Regions from separate parts of the Muntiacus reevesi genome. Here region 2 is linked to region 1. The links are chromatin contacts, called in public Hi-C maps. All regions are on one chromosome and are shown on one strand. Each heading gives the region's core, a stretch centred on a gene start, on an enhancer-like site or on the middle of the called end of the contact. The rest is flanking DNA. Distances are from core to core; before and after follow the strand shown. Region 1 holds the start of ARID2 (AT-rich interaction domain 2). Region 2 holds the start of ANO6 (anoctamin 6).

Evidence for each region. A called contact is a pair of places that touch in the nucleus more often than the background predicts.
Region 2: a Hi-C map of blood shows a contact between it and region 1, with 4 times the contacts expected there. The contact joins the promoter of ANO6 here to the promoter of ARID2 in region 1. A contact is called at or near these places in 2 of 3 Hi-C or Micro-C datasets (blood and muscle).

What each region holds. Positions count from the first base shown.
Region 1 is chr4:150,374,617-150,380,279 of mMunRee1.1, forward strand. ARID2 (AT-rich interaction domain 2) reads right to left here and starts at 1,614. Exons shown (of 21, transcript XM_065934570.1): 1 at 1,379-1,614; 2 at 1,171-1,264; 3 at 1-97. The coding sequence starts at 1,470.
Region 2 is chr4:150,920,251-150,926,298 of mMunRee1.1, forward strand. ANO6 (anoctamin 6) reads right to left here and starts at 4,348. Exons shown (of 21, transcript XM_065934572.1): 1 at 3,891-4,348. The coding sequence starts at 3,963.

The sequences.
Region 1 (5,663 bases), core at 364-2,863:
GCAAGTAATACTGTTTTAAAGCAAAGGCAGCGTTAGAACAACTTCTGGGAAAGTTGAACTCTTCCACAATTTCTCCCCACTGATTCTTCTCAGAAACCTGTTAAAAACACAGCCACACTTGTCTGAAAGTGCACAATCCAAGAAAACTCTAACCTAACTCTGAAATAAATACCCATTCTACAGAGATCTGCAGATCCCTCAGGAATCGGTGGGTGATTCGGCTCGATCCGTAAGAGTAGCTAAGCAAGGGCTGCTTGAATCACTGTGTTTTCACCCGAGAGCCCGGTATTTAATAGCACTTGTTTTGTTTTGGGGGGCGGAAGGGGGGGTGTTGGTGGGTTTGTTTTGTTTTTGAAGCCCGGACAATAACCAATCGCAAGTCCCTCTGTCGCCCCCTTTTAAATCTCAACGCGGTCCGTTTACACTTTAAAAAAAAAAAAAAAGTTCAAAAGGATCAATACTGTTCCGGACAGCGACGTCCGCAGGTTCTGGGGGGGCCGGGGCCGGGGCCGATTCCGATCCCTCTCCCAGATCTATCCATCTCCATAGGCCCTTCTTTGAGGCCTACAGCTTCTGCCTAGCCTTGAAGCCTAAGATGGCTATTTGGAGACAGGTCCTGGTTTCTTTTGTTAGCTGTATAAACCGAGGGCGACGGGGCCGAGGCTGTGCCCCCGGCTGCCGGGATCATTTCGCAGCCGATTATCGATGTTAAACCTGCCCGCGCTAATTTTGAGTTGCACGAAAACTGCTCTCAGAGTCTGTGTGTCTCTGTGTCTCCGCCTGTGCTAGAGCGGCAGCGGCGGCAGAGCTGACTCGCGAGCGAGAGGGCGGGCGGGCGCGGGGCGGGCGCGGGGCTCGGGCGGGCGCCCCGCACGCCCGCACTCCCCGCCGCGGCGCTCAGACCCCGCCGGGCCGGCCGGGCACCGGGCAGGGCGCGAGCCGGCGCCGGGCCGCCCGCCCGCCGAGCCCCGCGCCCGCCGCGCGCACGCGAGCCACCAGGCCAAAAACAGCCCCGCCGCCGTCCGCCTCCGTGCCACCGGCTGGGAGCGAAAAGAACGCCTCTGGCCCCCGCAGGCCACCCCCCCGGCCCCGAGCGCCCACTCCGGGGTCAAAGGAGACTTTTTGGAGGAGGCCAGCGAGAGGGAAATACAAATTAAAACTTCCACTCACCTTCGCGAATCCGCCTAAAGTAGTGACTCTGGTGTAGAGACCGTGAAGATCCAGCTCCTTCCCACCCACCGCAGGGATTTTTTTAAAAGGCGACCTGCGGGAGAGAGAAAGCCCCGCACTTGTCAGCCGGGACCCCGCGGCGGCCCGAGCGGGAGAGCCCCGTTCGCCCCGGCTCGCCCCGGCGCTGCCCCCCCGGTTCTGCTCTCACCCTCTGCTGTGGTGGAACTGCCGCAGCTCGTCCAGGAAAGCGAGTCCCTTTCTCCGCTCGTCCGGAGGCGCCTTCCCCGTCGAGTTTGCCATTATTTTTTCAAAGGAGGTTTAAAAAAAACCCAGATCGGTGTTTTAAAAGCGCCCCCCGCTCCCAGCGCTTCCTACCAGAGCCCGGAGCCCATTCCTCGGCCGGCGGCGGCGGGGCTCAGTCATGGGCCGGCGGTGGCGGCGGCGGCGGCGGCGGCGGCGGCGCAGGGAGGGAGGGAGGGAGGGGGAGGAGGAGGAGGAGGAGGGGAAGGAGGGAGCAGGAGGCCAGGGGGAGAGGAGGGAAGGAGGGAGGGGAATTTCTAAAAAAGTTTAAAGAAATCGGAGCGAAACTAGAGGGGCAGGCGACTGCCGGATCCGCGCGAAGCCGCGGGGCGAGCGCGGCCCCCACCCCTTCCTTCCCTCCCTCCCGCGGCCCGGCTCTCGCCCGCCTCTCAGCGCCGCCGGCTCAGGCGGCTCGGCCCGGGGACGCGATTCAACATGGTGCTGCTGCCGGGGGCGCGCGAGCGGGCGAGGGGAAAGGCGAGCCGACGGTGAGGGGCCGGGGTGGCCGGAGGCCCGGGAGTTTCGGCGGCCGCGGCGGCGGCGGCGGCGGCGGCGGGGCTGGGGCAGGCGGGGCTGGGGGTGGGGAGGGGGAGGTCTGTGTGGTGGTTTGTGGAAAGCGGGGTGACAGCGTGTATTCCGGCCGCAGCTCCGCGGGGCCCTCGCACACATTCACGCGCGGCCTCGCGGCCGGGGCGTCCCCGGGCAGAAGGCACCGGCGGCAGCGGAGCCGCTGCGCGCCGCCCGCCCGCTTCCCTCCCCGCCAGCCTCCCTCTCTGCCGCCTCCAGCGTCGCCGCCACGGCCGGGCAGCCAGAGCCGCACAGCGACCCCCGAGGGCCGGCCGCGGCACTGCGCCTGACTCCACACCGCCCCGGCAGCTCCTCGCGGGGAACAATAGACTCGGCTCGCCGGGCTTAGGGTTCATCTGCAATGTGCCGCACATTTCACACGCACACAAAGCCGGCGGAAAGGGGGGAGGCGCGGGGAAACGGCCACTACCGGTTGTTCCAGGGTTAGGGGTGGAGGCGATGTTCGCGTCCCCGGCCCGGCAGTTGGCAGGGCCGCCTTGGAGTCCCCGCCCGCCCGACAGAACTGGTGTGGAAGGAAAGGAAGCCCAGAGGGGAAGCTCCTCACGCTAGCCTCGTTCACTGATCTGAATAAAGTCAACCTGTCACCTTTTCTTTTTTTATTAAGGTCTAAAAGAATCGGCTTTTCTGAGCCTTGCGGTGATAGTATTTGGGGGAGGGGGGAGCTGGTTAGCACATTTTCCATGAATTACCCACAAACTAACTTTAGCAAACTGTGAATTAAATACAATGTGAACTGTCTGTCCTAGTTCTGTGGAAATGGAATCGTGCTCTTAATTCATCTTGACTTTGGTTGGTTTCATTTCTCAAACTAGATTATTCTGTGCAGTTATGCAAACAGTAATTAAACTGATTGGGAAGCAATCTTTTGAACTTGGACGATAATTAACATTTATATTTTTATATTAAGGTATCTTATAGTGTGCTTAAAACAAATATTGAATAAAATCTTATGTTTTTGCTTTCTCTCAAATGTCTTAAATGCGATCCCGGTTTAAAATATTTTTGAAGCTCAAAAAAAGAGGCGGTTCAATTGGGAGACGTAACATCTCAACAAATACTACCATAAGTTTGTAACTACAAGGGGTGTTGGGGTCAGCCGTTTGCTGCAAATGTTAATTAAGCTTCAAGAATTGTGAAGCATATCATTAGTCCCATTTCCGCGATGGCCACTATGGGCAAAGTCACCGACACCCAAGGTCACAGGCTAGTAAAGGGTTGGATGGGTTATTTCAGGTTGCGATTTCAATGAGAACATTTACTTGGTAGTGAAAAGAATTATGTAATACAGTCCGGCCACGCTTCCGGTGCTCACTCTAGGAAACGGATTATTTCTCAAGTAAAGTTTGCCTCTTAAATGGGGTTGGAATAAGGCTATGGCTAGGAAGTTCCTGACACCCAAGGGCCAGTAAGTGTCTCGGAAGCCAGTGAGGGGCGGAGACGAGGCCGGGCGAGTGGAGCAGCGAAGCCCTGGCTGAAGGCGAGGGGGGGCGGGGCAGAAGGGAGACCAGGTCATCCGTCCCTTCCCCCACCGGTCCTCTTAGGGGTGGTGGAGATATGGGCCGCAGAGCTGCGAGTCCCGAGCTGTGCGGATTCCCTAAACGCCGCACTTGCGCACAGCCCCTTACGTAACTGTCAGCGCCGGGGATTCCCTAGAGGGGGTCATTCTATTCAACCATTACACACACCCGGGGCTCCTGCCGCCGCGCCGCCGCCTCACAAAATGGCGGCGCCCATAGAGGAGACAGCGGCCGCCTCCTCGGCCCCATTTTGTGGGAGGCGAAAGATCTGTCAACATGGAATACCTCCGCTAAGGATGCATCTCAGTTTGGAAATCCTGCTTAAGGGATGGAGCGGAGAGGATCTGCTTCGACGGAAAATGGCAGCGACTTCCAGCACCTCCACGCTTTTTCACTTATTTCATTTTCTCTAAGGAAGCGCTCGAAGCTGCCGGGGGACTTGTAACTGAAGAGAGAAGGGAAAGCTGCAGCTGACTCCTCCGGGAACTTGCCGCGGCGTCTTTTGGCTTTGGTTGCTCTTCCACGCTCCCGGGAGCTGACCGCGGCCTCGCGGAGGGTCGCCTGGGCCGCCCGGACGGCTCAGAAAGGACCGGGACCCGGCGACGCCAAGTGGCAGCGGCCTCCGCCGAGTCACTTGAACGGCGAGACTTCTCAGTAGTTTTTAAATGCCACAGTCCACAGCCCCACCGGGATCCCTCCCTTGCCAGAGCCGTGAGCTTCGGGAGCCGCGGACGCTCCTGCTCCGTCAGTCTGCCGGGAGCCGGGTTGCCCGGAGTCGGCGGTCCTCGCGGATGCCGGCAGCCCCGGCGCGCCGGGTGGTCGCCGTCGGGACCCGGGCCCTGGATGATGCTACTGGGGCAGGAGTGGGAACGAAGGCACGTACACTGAAATTTAAGTCATCTGGACCTAGGGTTGTATGTTTTAACCGTGTTTTAGGTTAAACGTTAGAACGTTTTTCCTAGTATCCCACTCTGCAGTGGGCAGACCTGGCTATCTCATTTCGAATTTGAAGGGCAGGATGGAGGGGTGACATTTTCTGGTTTTGTTTTTAACGGGGAGGTGGCCACTTCTAAGCCACTGACTGCTTGCTGTTTGTGTGTGTTTGTGTGTATACATTAGTGTGTTTTGCTTTGCAGTACAGATAGCAAAGGCTAAACACCTGGAGTGTGATCCTAACGTTTTAATGCCCCCCCCTTTTTTTAACATTTAAAATGTGATATGTAACGGGACAATCGATTATGAGGAAAAGGAAAGGATTATTTTTCTGCAGAAGACGCTGTCATCCTCAAAATGGAGTCCTAAAGAATATCTGATGGAGAGAATTTAAATTCATAACACTTTAGATATGCTGTAGTCAAAGAAGACAAAAACATAAACCAAATATTTGTCAGATTGTTAAACGATTCTATTTCCCCAAGACTAGAAAAATATAAGGCCAAAGTAAGCTATTAATGAGTATTTCCCTGTAAGAGGTATGTCAAATTTTAAGAGATTCATTTTATGAAACTTAGAAATGCATTTCACGAATAGTTTACTTCAAATTTTTTTATCCAGTTACAGCAGTCTTTTGTATTTGTTTGACTTTTTTTTTTTTTTTGAGGTATTTTGTTTGTGTTGATTTTAACCCTCATCTTGCCTCTCTACTGCAGAACCGCATCTTTCTGCAGGCTGTGCCTCAGTCACTAAGTTCCATGTCCCATCCCCTGCTGCACCCGCTCGCTGCTCCTGGCGCATGCATTACCAGGATACAGTTTCTGGTGCTGTCTGTTCCTACTGATGTTCTTTATATATATGTAATAAACTTGGTTACTACTAATCAGTCTGTATCTCTTGCAAGAATATCCTATCTTAGGACCCAAGTACCCAGAAAAAAAATTTTAATGGGATTGCATTCATTGTAACTCTAGTGCATAGTATTACATTTCTCTGTACCATACTGCATTTCCTATAGTGGGCAGCACAGAGCAGGTGGATCCTGGAAAAGAAATTGCTAGAGAAGTGTGACAATTTTACATAGTCTCTTAATTGGATAAGATAAAATATAGTTCATGGTTTCAAAAATTAATGGAAAATAGTCCTATAAAAATT
Region 2 (6,048 bases), core at 3,098-5,597, 550 kb after region 1:
CCAACCACCTAAACAAAAACCTTTTGTCTGAACCATCTGAAGTGTTCCTGATAAGCCTTCCTTTTGGAGAATACTTTTCATCCCTCAGCTAAGTTTGAACACTGGAAATGCAAGAAACAAAACAGCATACTAAATATCTACATTCTGACTATAACAGACATTTGTATCACTTTCTACACCAACAGGAAGAGATGTTAATTCAATTCGCTGATTAATGAGATGGCAGGATGTGGGGGTAGTGCTTCTGGAGGCAAGGCAGCTAAGGACCTTCTGCACACCAGACACACGGAACCTACCTTGACTGTGATCTCCATCGGCACCAGTGCAATAAAGGCCATGAGCCAGATACCTCCTGCCATCACTGCCCTAAAGTAACATCTGTGATTCATTGTTAGAAATGATTAAAATAAGTGCCATTTTGCAACAATGCTCCTATGCCATTAGGCTCTTTCACAGGCCTCTGGCGATTATTTCATGCTAAACAAGGAAGCAAGCCTTACACTTAAAGCGGGGCAGAGCAAATCCCAGTCTACTAGAAGGCACACTTCTGTTTATGTACATAAAACATTTCTATGATGTAATCAGGGGCCACATCTAGTTTAAATAGTTTTTCTTTTTGTCTCTTGCCAATTAATTGATGATAGAGGTTTTACCCAGGAAATTGCGTCAAAATAACTCTTCTGCTCTGAGTTACAAAGTTAATAGCTATAGAGAAGTTTCATAGAAACCTTCAGTAACTGAGTGGGTTTTAAACGATTACACAACTCTCAATAGTGACAAGTGCTGGGAGAAATATGTCATAGGTTTAGCAGAGCCCTACCTTACAAAACTAGAGGTAGAGCACCAGAGTCTTCTCTCCCATAGTTGGTAATTATAATTATTTCATAAAAGGTTATATACCATTAGTCTACTTCTGGTAAGCTCTAAAAAAGCTTATTTTACAATGACAAACTTTCCACTGGTATGCTAAACATCTCCTGATATAAAATCACTGCAACCCACATTAAATTTGTATAACAACTCCAAATTGTTGAAACCTGGTATTTGTTGACTGACACAAAATATGTTGACTTGACCCCTGTATAATTAATTATAATTAATATATTATATTATATATATAATTAATAAAATAATATAAATAATTATTATATTAAGTATTAATATCAGTAGACTCTGAAAGGTGGAATTAAAGAAGAAAAGACATATTTATTTTCTTAAATATATCTACAATGCCTGACTTGATACAACCATCAGGTAAATACAGACTAGCCCAAGTTAGGTTTTTTTCCCCCCTAAAGTGAAATCTCCTGATGGCATAGTTAACAAAGCTCAGTCTTGCTTACTTTAATTTTCATTTGTGAAGGAGGAGATCCAAGCTCAACCCCTGGTTCCAGAAGATCCCCTGGCAAAGGAAATGCCAACCCACTCGAGTCTTCTTGCCTGGAGAATCCCACGGACAGAGAAGCCTGGTGGGCTACAGTTCACCGGGTCGCAAGACTCAGACACAACTTGGTGACTAAAGAATCAGTATTAGTATACTGAGGAAACTGGGTCAAACTGGAGGATATGTGCTCATCTTCTCCTGCCTGAGCACCAAATCACAACTAGCTGATGAACAACCATTGACAAGAAGACACCGGAACCCACCAAAAAAAAAAAAAAAGACCACCCACATCCAAGGACAAAGGAGAAGACACAACTAAATGGTAGGTGAGGCACAATCATGATAAAGTCAAATCCTGTATCTGCAGGATACAAGCTGGAGAACAATAAGACCAAAGAAGATGTCACCCTGTTGTGAAGGTTCTAGGCCCCACATCAGGCTCTCCAGCTTGGCGATCCAGCCAAGAGACTGGGAATCCCCAGGGAATCTGACTTTGAAGGCCTGCAGGATTTGATTACAGGACCTCCACAGGACTGCGGGAAACAGGATTTACTACCACAGCCAGCTAAACAGTAGTATAATAACACCCTGACAGCTGGAGTGACCAGCTGCAAGGGCGTCAGTCTACACAGGTCTGGCAAGTCAGAAAACCTGGGTTTGAATCTTAATAAGCTGTGTGAGAAGTTAGGCAAATCAACCTGTGAGCTTCAGTTTTCTCTCCCATCAAAATGAACACTACTATTTGTCCCCTCCATATGGATGAATACCTAGTGAATTATTCTCAAGTAAATGAAAGTATGGAGTATATAATACCTTCTATTCAATTTGTCTCTGGATTTAAATGAGAAGTGCCTACAACAGCTAAGATATGGAAAGAGAATAATTATCTGTCCACAGGTGAACGAAGAGAGATGATGTGATATGTATAGGTATACACACATGCATATAATATGGGATATTAGAGCCATGAGAAAGAAGGAAATCCTGTCATTTGCAACAACACAGATGGAACTTGAAGGCATTAAGTGAAATAAGACAAAGAGAAATACCGTGTAACTTACATCTAAAATATTTTAAAAAGGTGAACTCACAGAAACACTAAAATGTGGGGGAGACTGGGGAGATGTTACTCAAGGATACACTTCCAATTATAAAATGAATAAGTTCCAGGTATCTAAGCACAGTGCTTGGAGTCAATAACACTGTATCTTTGAGATTAGACCCTAAATGTTCTCACCACAAAAAAGGCATGGTAATTAAGTGACATGCTGGAGGTGTTAGCTGTGGTGATGATCATCTTGCAATATATAAATGTGTCAAACATGTTTTACCTTAAACTTACACATTGTTAAATGTCAATTATATCTCAATAGAGTTGAAAACAACAGAAAAACAAATACATGAGCAGTACCCAAAATGTGAACGAAAAACCACACCTAACTCCTAAAATTACTACTAAAGTTATTACAGAAGACTATATTAGAACATATTAGAGAAGAGTGTTAGTACATAAGCAGGAACTGTTAGGTTATTGAAACTGATTTGGCGTTCAGGAAACTGAGTCGGAGTCTGCCTGGTAATTTAATTGCCAGTCTTCCGGATGGGCTCTATCTGTCATCATTAGCTGACAGTGTTCTCTTTAGGGACCTGACTTTCCACTCCTCCAACTGCTTTCCCCTTCCTCATTTCCTCCCACCCCTTTCAGTTAACTCTTAAATAGCTCTCCCTCAGCTCCGTGCACCACTTCTAAAGCATTTTTATCCAGAAATAGGGCACACAGGGCTTCCCCCCGAGTTCCGGGGCCCCTGGACCGGTAGGAAATGCCCAGCGGTCTACCCTGCCTCAGGGCTTCCTCCGCCGCATCACTTCCCCTGCCAGCGCCGCCGATAGAAAAAGGATCCCGGCCCACGCCCAGCGGCCTCAAATCAGTCCCGGGCCGCCCCACCCAGCCCCAGCCCTCCGCCCCCGGGCCGCGCGTCTGCCTTCACCTAGAGATGGCTTCAGGCGGGTCACACCCCTGCTCGCCTTGCCAGGGCGCGCTCCTTGAACCCCGCCCTCGGGCTGGCAGCCCGCGCTGGCTCCCCGGAATCCCCCGTGCCAGTTCGAGCCGGAGAAAATGACCCAAACTTCTTGTCCTAAGTCAAGGTTTCCACGCGCGGGGGCTCCCCTGTGTCTACGATGCCCGATCAGGGCCCTCGTCCCTCGCCCGTCCCGAAACGGACGCGGAGACCCGCGCCTCCCCGTCCTTTCCCGGGGCCGCCCGCTCGCCCGCCCGCCCGCCGCGAGCTGAGCCGGGAGGCGGCTGGAAGCGACCGCATTGCGGCCGCAGGCGGGCGGCGCGGGCTTCCTTCTCCCGGTCCCTCCGCCCCCGACCTGCCGAGGGCGGATGCGGCGCCCACGCGCAGTCCCCTAGCCCTTGCTGCGTGGGCTGAGGACTTCGGGGACGGGCGCCCGGCCCCGCGCCGCCCTCCCACCCACCCCGGCCCCGGGGAAACTCCTCGCTCACCGATATACCCATCCTCTTCGTCGTCCTCCTCCAGCTCCATTTCTAGCAGAACGTCCCTGGTCATCATGGGCATGTCTCCCCCCGCAGCTGGGAACTCGGCGCAAAGTTGGGGGCTCCCTGGAGTCCGGAACTTGGGCTCTCTAACGGGGCGGGCGCCCGGGCAGGGACGGCAGGGCGCGTCTGACTCCCGGCGCAGGGGCCGCTGTGCTCTGCCCGCGCTCGGTGAGTCCGGACCCGAGTGGTGCGCCCAAGACACTCTGGCCGCCGGAGCCGGGCCGGGCCGGGCCACTGAGCATGCCCAGTGAGCGCCGGGGATCGCTGCGGGATGATTGAACTGCCGCGGCTTTACGAGCTCCCAGAAGGAAGTCAGGCGGAGAGAGGAGGGAGTCGCTGGTGCTCGCGCGGTGCCCGCCAGTGAACTCGCCGAAGGGGGAGGCGAGAGCGTGAACTCCGAGCGAGGCAGCTCTCTGTTTCCAGTTCATATATGGGCACGTCCTGGGCCCGCTCTCTTTGATACCTGCTACGCGAGAGGGGAGAGCGCTGCTGCCGCAGCTCCCAGGAAAGACCCTTTAGGCGAGCGAGTCTGGATGGTGTTTAAAGGCGAAGTGGAGCCCATGGCGGATCTTAAAGTATCAATTCCTCTGACTCCAAGTCGGGGAAACATGAATTCTGTAGGGGAATGGGGAGGTGGCAATTACAGAGAAGAGGCCAAACTCGTAGATAAGAAACAACAGAAGAAAACAAGACCAAGAGAGCGAGATCCAAAGAAACACGTTCACAAGAGGCAGGATTTCCGCATCTGGTGAGGCTAGGTTAGGGACCGGAGAAGCGCCCCCTACTCCCGCCCGTAGGGGCGCGTGCAGGGGGTGGTCAGAAATGATTGCCAAGAGGTCTTCTTGAAAGCTTCATCCTCCGTGTCACAAGGGCATAGGAAGCGAAGAGCTCCATTATGGTTAGGTGTGAGCTGTACTCTTGAGCAGTGTGAAAAACCATCATAACCAGAGGAAACAAAGTACTGAAATAAAGTTGAGGCAGAGAGTATAAGAATGCATTCCTGGTAACAGGAGGGAGCTGTAAGACAAATACAGAGGGATTTCTGCTTTCAGACACATGGGGTAATTTGAACTGCGGGTTCCTGGGGTTGTGCATCAGCAGAAATTTTTTCCAAAGAAGCTGGTGAGTTCCCATGGGTCCATTTTGACTTCTCCAAAGGGCTGGAAGGTGCATTTGAAATCCTTGTTATATTCATTGTTCCCCTAAAACTCATTGAAACTTTTTGTATTTTTTTCCACTTAAGTCCAAAATTGTTATGATAATGAGAATAAATATTCAGACGACACGAAATCTGTGCATTTCATTCTCCTATATACTTATTTCTCATATTTTCTTATGAAAGAAAGCATTGAGATTAACTGTTAGTGGGAGTGGGAAACAGCTATAAATATGCATTATAAGACGTGAAGAAATTACTTTTAAGAAAATATTCAGGAAACATATTTACTTCTTAAGGAAACTTTTGGTGGAAAATTATTTTTAATATAAGGAGAAACCAATACAGCATTTTAAAGATAGGAGACTGAAGGGGAAAAAATGAAGAGAAAAGATTAGTTTCTTTTAGTAAACTTTGCCCCTAATGCTTATAATATGGTTCCTACTAAAATAGAAATTCCAGAAGTATTTTGGTTACATGTGAATGTGATTAACATTCTTTGGATGCATCAGGTCTTAGTTGCAGGATCTTTAGTTGCTCCATGTGAACTCTTAGTTATGGCACGTGATATCTAGTTCCTTGTCCATGAATCGAACCTGAGCCCCCAGCATTGGGAGCATGGACTATGAATCAAACCTCCGCCCCTTGCATTGGGAACATGGAGTCTTAGCCGCTGGACCACCAGGGAAGTCCCTCCCCACCAATTCTAAAGCTTTAAAATTCTCGTCAACTCCCTGCTACAGTTCTTTCACCACACAGTCTAGCTCTTTGGGCCTAGGATTTTGTTCAGCATTAATCAGTAGTTAGAAAACTCTTGTGATTGATTTTCCATTAGGTTTCACTGAATCATTTTAAATTCTTCGCAGATTTTGAAGTTTACATTTTTCTTGCCTGATAAATGTTGCAGAGACATTGCTAGACTTATATGTAAAGGTGACTGTTGCTAGA